2 separate regions of the Danio rerio genome follow, and region 2 is linked to region 1. The links are chromatin contacts, called in public HiCAR-type maps. All regions are on one chromosome and are shown on one strand. Each heading gives the region's core, a stretch centred on a gene start, on an enhancer-like site or on the middle of the called end of the contact. The rest is flanking DNA. Distances are from core to core; before and after follow the strand shown. Region 1 overlaps crybg1b (crystallin beta-gamma domain containing 1b). Region 2 holds the start of crybg1b (crystallin beta-gamma domain containing 1b).

Region 1 (3,449 bases), core at 544-3,043:
TGGACATTTGAGAGAGCCTTTTAATTTGTATGCATTTTGATAGTCCCGCCCCTACTACGCACCTGACATTCACTACAGGATCTGCAGTGGGTGGAGCCTCTTATTCTGGCATTTTGATAGTCCTGCCCCCTATAGATTTAACTTTTACTACAGAGTCTGTAGTGGGTGGAGCCTCTTAGTAAGTGGCCTATTTTAAAGCCCTGCCCCCTAGGCACTTGTCTTTCACCACAGAATCTGCAGAGGGTGGAGCCTCTTAGCAAGGGTGCATTTTGATAGCCCGCCCCCTGCCTACTTGATATTCACTACAGGATCTTCAGTGAGTGGAGCCTCTTAGTATGTAGGCATTTTTATAGCCCCGCCGCCTAGGCAATTGACTTTCACTACAGAATCTGCAGTGGGTGGAGCCTCTTTCTGGCATTTTGATAGCTTCGCCCCCTTTGGACTTAAATTTTACTACAGGTTCTGCAGTGTACATTGCTTCTTAGTAAATGTGCGTTTTGAAAGCCCCGCCCCCTAGGCGCTTAACTTTCACTACAGAATCTGCAGTGGGTGGAGCCTCTTAGTAAATGTGCAGTTTGATTACCCCGCCCCCTAGGTGCTTGACTTTGACTACAGATCCTGCAGTGGGTGGAGCCTCTTAGTAAGTGGGCATTTTGATAGCCCGACCCCCAAGGCACTTGTCTTTCACAACAGATTTTGCAGTGGGTGGAGCCTCTAAGTAAGTGGGCATTTTGAAAGCCCCACCCCTACACACTTGTCTTTGCTGTAGGATCTGCAGTGGGTGGAACCTCTTGGTATGTAGGCATTTCGATAGCCCCGCCCCTACACACTTTACATTCACTAGAAGATCTCCAGTGGGTGGAGCCTCTCAGTATTTAGGCATTTTGATGGCTCCGTCCCTATAAACTTAACATTTACTACAGGATCTGGAGTGGGTGGAGCCTCTTATTCTGGCATTTTGATAGCCTACACACCCCTACACACTTCCAACCCTGCTTCAACACCTGTAGGCTTCAAACAAGCCTGAAAGACTCAATTAGTTTGATCAGGTGTGTTTAATTAAGGTTGGAGCTAAACTGTGCAGAGCTGTGGCCCTCCAGGAACTGAGTTTGGCCTCTTACATAGCCACGCCCTAACACACTTGAGTTTCACTGCAGGATATGCAGTGGGCGGAGCCTCTCACCTGTATAAGTGGTCGGAGTGATCCAATTCGCTGCCAGGAGGAGAATTTATGCCAATCAGGAATGGCCCCTGGCTTCAGCAGAATCTGGGACCCTCTGAAGTTGTTGGCCTCATACAGAACCCACCTGTCCATCAACACACACACACACACACACACACACACACAGGTAAACACACGCTCAAACAAGCACATTTGCTGACAGATCTCCACCCTGTTCTCTCTCTAACGCACGTCTGTCTGGAGCCTGCGGTCAGTTCAGGCTAAATATACACACTCATGATCCTCCATGGAAAAAGCTGGCCATTTTAGGGAACAGTTTGTATTTTAGGGCCAAGAAAACCTCAAAAGTGAGCGATCTGAAAGTGTTTCCAGAGTTAGGCATGTTTGTGAAGTGTACAGTAGTCTAACACACGAACACACACTCTTTACGCTGTCATTTCTGCAGGTCTGGAGAGAAAGGGAGCAGATTTGACACGACTGTGCTGAATTTACCACAGTGGTGAAGTCTTTCCACTCTGAGTCGCTTTTTCTGCCTGTTTAAGTGTGTGTGTTTGTGTGTGTGTGTGTGTGTGTGTGTGTGACACATTTCCTGCAGACTGCACATAAACACTGGAGTCTCTGTGCTCATGGAGACCAGCAAACACAGATCATGAGTGCAGAATCGCAGAGGAAGAGGACAGAAACACACACACACACACACACACACACATGCAGAAGCTGAACTCTCAGTCTGTATAAATGATGAATAAATGATCTCACACTATTTAAATGATAAATAAAGATTATCAGCAGGACTTACAGCAGTAAATAACTGAGGAATTGAAGCCTGTTCGGCAAATATTTGACTGCGTGTCACTGCATCCCAAACCCCTAAAATGATCTTACTAAAGCAATGTCCACTGTGCTGAGCGAGAGCACTTCTCTTCTGGTAATCTGAACAGCGCATCATCAATGTAAGCGTGCTCCGGCTCAGATGCCTTGTGAGTGCGGGCCGTCAGGGGAAAGGGGAGGGGGGACAAGCGTGCTTTGGCCCTGTTTGCCTGTGTGTGCCTGTATTTGTATGCACATGATGGAGTATATGTGTGTATCTGTGTAATTGTGTTTCTGTGTGTGTGTTTCTCACATGCCGCCCTCCACCAGCACAGAGCAGACTCTGGTGCAGCTGTCGGTGAGCTGCAGGTTGACGGAGCTGCACTTCAGGAGCGTCCGCCGGCCTCTGAGTCCACAGCGCTCGAACAGAACCACTGAGGGCACTGAAAACTCCTGCACACACACACACACACAGGCACACACATTAAGATGATTATTCAGGATTGCAGCTGAAGTACTCATGATGGTGTGTGTGTGTGTGTGTGTGTGAACGTCTCTTACGTGTCCGGTTGGCTGGACAGACTGCACTGCTGTGTGGAGCTGCATGAAGCCCATCGTCCTCAGATCCGGATACACACCTTCATCCAGAACACACTGAACACCTGAGAACCTCTGAGCAGCAAACACCTGCCAGCTGAGACACACACACACACACACATATAAGAACATCTGGATATGACACCTTCCAGTTGACAAACACACACATGCATACACACACACATATATATATACACGTGCACACAAACATACAAATGTGCACGCACACACACACACACACACATATATATATAAACAGACACTCACAGACACACTCCTAAACTCACACACACATTTGCACGAACACACACAGAAAAACACAGACACACTCATGCACAAAAACACACACACACACACAGATATAAACCTCGCACAAATACAGGCATGCACACACCAATACACACACGTGCATAAGCAGGCATACAAACATACACAGACACACTCATGCACAAATACACACGCAGACACACACACAAGCGTATACACACAAACACATACATATGCGCATGCACACACAAACACACACACAAACACACACACACACATATATATAGATATATATATATATATGAACACACAGACACACATAAGCATGCAAACACACCCACACACACACACACACCCACACACAGGTAAACCCCACACCAGACCTGCCAGACAGGACCCTGCAGGAGCGCGCGCTGAAGCCCTGGGGCATTATGGGTAATGAGTCCTGCAGCAGCACAGACGCTCCTCTGCAGTCACACTCAGAGAACAGCTCCATCTGTTACACACACACACACACACACACACACACACACACACACACACACACACCAGTTAATCTTGTCTGTATTTTTAACAGTGACTGAAGGAATCA
Region 2 (3,214 bases), core at 675-3,174, 33 kb after region 1:
AATTTGATGACCTTTCGTATCACAAGAACATCACAAGGCTGGCTATAGGAATATCATTTCAAACTCTAATCATGTGTTATATCATGAACTTACACCATCAAAGTCTAACAGTCGATTTAAAGTCACAAGATTTAACAGAAAAATTAAATTAAATCATTCATTTGTACATTAGTGAATGTCTTAGAGCTGAAAATGGTCTGATGTCGAATTTTGTTTATGCATATTACATCTCGCCGCTTTTAAAGGAGTTTGCAACATGCTGTTATGCAAGAACAATTTCAGATATAAGACTGACAATACAGTTGGTATTGCATTATATCACTGAAATCCTTTCATTAATCATTTTCTCACATGAAAAACAACTATAGCAATTTACATCAAACACTACAGTACTTCTAAACCACAGTAATCTGTTGTGGTGATTCTCAAATGGAAACAAATGACTCAATACTGTAGTTTTCAACAACTATAGGGTGTTATACTACAATACAATGCAGTTTACTATAGTAAAGACTAAAGTATACTAAAGTATTTACTACAGTTCATCAGTTTACTAGTTAACATGGTCATACTATAAGAGTTACAGTAAATACAACAATAAATAAGGTGTAACAGACTCTAATATGCCTCAAAAACACAATTTAGCAACTAATAAATGACTAACAATAGTGTTTTACTCATATTTTACTCAGTTTTGAGCTGAAACAGCACATTTTTAGAGTAATAACAATATTTTAGGATATTATAAAATATAGTAGGACAGCCTCTTGAAAATGAGTTTACCTTTCGTATCACAAGAACCTCACAAGGCTGGAAATATCATTTCAAACCATAGCCATGTGTTAAATCATATATATATTTACCAGCAAAGTGTCTATTTAAAGTCCCAAGATTTAACAAAGTGAAATTAAATCATCCACTTGTACATCACTCAGACTCTGTCTTAGAGCTGAATAAGGTCTGATGTCAAATGATTTTTGTTCATGTGCGTATATTATGTCTCTCCTCTTTGTAACACGATGTTATGCACGAAAAATTTCAGATATAAAACTAACAAAGTTAGTATTGCATTATATTATCACTGAAATCCTTCCACCAACCCCTTTCTCACATGAAAAACTACTATAGCAACTTACACCAAACACTACAGTACTTCTAAACCCTAGTAAAGTAATCTGCTGTGGTGATTCACTAGAGAAATATAAACAAATGACTTACTACTGTAGTTTTCAACAACTATAGGGTATTAAACTACAATGCAATGCAGTTTACTATAGTAAAAACTAAAGTACACTATTACAGTTCATCAGCTTGCTATGGTTAATATGGACACTACAGTATATGCTACAAGAGTTACAGTAAATACAGTATAAAACACTCTATTATGGCTCAAAAACACAATTTAGCAACTATATACAGTATTTACAATATATGTGGCAGACAATCCCAAATGAGCAAAACACGAAGACTCACAGACTCACAGAGCAGGAGATGAAGGCTATCAGATGGCCCTGATGCTGCAGTTCGCGCGCAAAGAAAGAGAAAATAAAAGCGCAAACGTCTGCACTAATTATTTACCTGCTTTACATGCTCGTCACACCCCTTAAAGCTCAAGCACAGACCTGTTCACCTGAATTCACACTCCAAAAAAAAAACTAATTGTGATCAGTTAAGCGTGCAAACAGTAGGAAAATGTTTGCCTACCATGATCAGTTGCACTCGCTGCTGTTCCGAGATCAGCTGATCCTGAAGAGCGTCACAAACACAATGAGAAAACACACTTGCAAATGCATCACTATTATTATTAACTTGATGAGATGTGGGAGGTTTACCTGTGGGTGTCCATATATGTGCTGCTGAACAGGTGGATCGAGAGAACGCACAGGTATGACGGCTGTTGTGCAACGCTGCGGTCTGACAACACTGAATTATTAATGCATTAGGGCTCTCCACCCACAGTTAGACTTTGGCGTCAACACACGGTTTAAGTGTTTTAATTAGGAGCTTCAACAACAAACTCTCGCATAAAATATCTTGCAGGCTTTCCGTTCAAACTCGTCTGCGAGCGTGTTTGGGCTTGATGGTTTTATAGGCAGACAGAGAGGTTAATGTTCACTGGAGCTGTAGGTTTGTGGGTCACTATACACACACTCTCCCATGGCTGTTTGCTGAATCATCTTGAGGAAAATATTAGAAAGCGCACTGAAACAAAACTATTCATTGGATTTATTAATTTATTTATTTTTTAAGGTAAGTGGTTGCAAATTTTTTATATGGGCTGAACTTAAACAAATTAAATTTAGCAATGTTCAACTTAATTTGTTTGTTTAAATTAAGCTTTTATAAATTGTTTGCACACCACTTATCTTAAAAAATGTAGTAAATCCCATTATGCATTAGTTTTTTAAATGCTTCATTTAATGCTTCATACATCATTTTTTGAGTGTGTACTGGATATTATTTGACTTAGTTTTTTTGATCAGCAGCATGCACTAAAATACTTCTAAAGCACCAAATTAGAGGTCTTTATAGTTTGTAACAGCGGCAGATCCATTTGTTTTGGTTCCAAACAGAACCCTTTTCTTAAGTCTACATAAGAAAGCATGCTGTAAAAGTGCTATACAGGAGTTAGGAATATTTGTAATAAAATTTTCATAAAGATTAATCATATATCTATAATTATTTTAGAATTATTAGCTTATATATGTGGTAAAATATTATACATAATAAAAAAAGAATTGTATCATAACAGTTTTAAGTTTAAATATAATACATTTTGTTCTATAATTTTGTTAATAATAATAATATTAGTCTTGTCTTGCATATTGCAGGCTCTGTTAAGGTTTAATATATATATATATATATATATATATATATATATATATATATATATATATATATATATATATATATATATATATATATAAAACCATGCAGGAAGGTAGATTTATTTCTTATTCTTATATTCTTTCTTCTGAAATGCATTTCTTTATTGTAGCTGAACACATTAATAAATAGCTTCTTGCTAATTGCTAAAAAGGAATGTTCTGATATTTATTGCACGTTTGCTTTCTTGACGTTATGTATATTCCCAATAAAGATATTTAAACAAGACAGACAGATGGACGTATAGATGGATGAATGGACAGATGGATCAACAGACACACAGATAGATAAAGATTAATAGACAGACAGACAGACAAACAAACAGATA

The links. HiCAR-type assays count read pairs that join an accessible place to other places.
Region 2: a contact with region 1 is called in a HiCAR-type map of caudal fin, with 4 times the contacts expected there. The contact joins the promoter of crybg1b here to the enhancer-like site in region 1. A contact is called at or near these places in 6 of 18 Hi-C or Micro-C datasets (caudal fin, embryo, hematopoietic stem cells and 1 more) and 1 of 4 datasets of contacts at active chromatin or transcription factors (caudal fin).

The regions. Positions count from the first base shown.
Region 1 is chr4:1,123,573-1,127,021 of GRCz12tu, forward strand. crybg1b (crystallin beta-gamma domain containing 1b) reads right to left here. Exons shown (of 24, transcript XM_073946800.1): 18 at 3,241-3,353; 19 at 2,555-2,687; 20 at 2,307-2,446; 21 at 1,184-1,307. Among named protein-coding and RNA genes, the nearest start is that of si:ch211-152c2.3, 26 kb to the left of the region's middle. Within about 2 kb of position 1,794, at least 11 of the 62 cell types and tissues checked have an H3K27ac peak or open chromatin away from gene starts, as enhancers often do.
Region 2 is chr4:1,156,572-1,159,785 of GRCz12tu, forward strand. It overlaps crybg1b (crystallin beta-gamma domain containing 1b), which reads right to left and starts at 1,925. Exons shown (of 24, transcript XM_073946800.1): 1 at 1,833-1,925; 2 at 1,705-1,746. The coding sequence starts at 1,707. It overlaps mrap2b (melanocortin 2 receptor accessory protein 2b), which reads right to left. Exons shown (of 5, transcript XM_073946806.1): 5 at 3,027-3,214.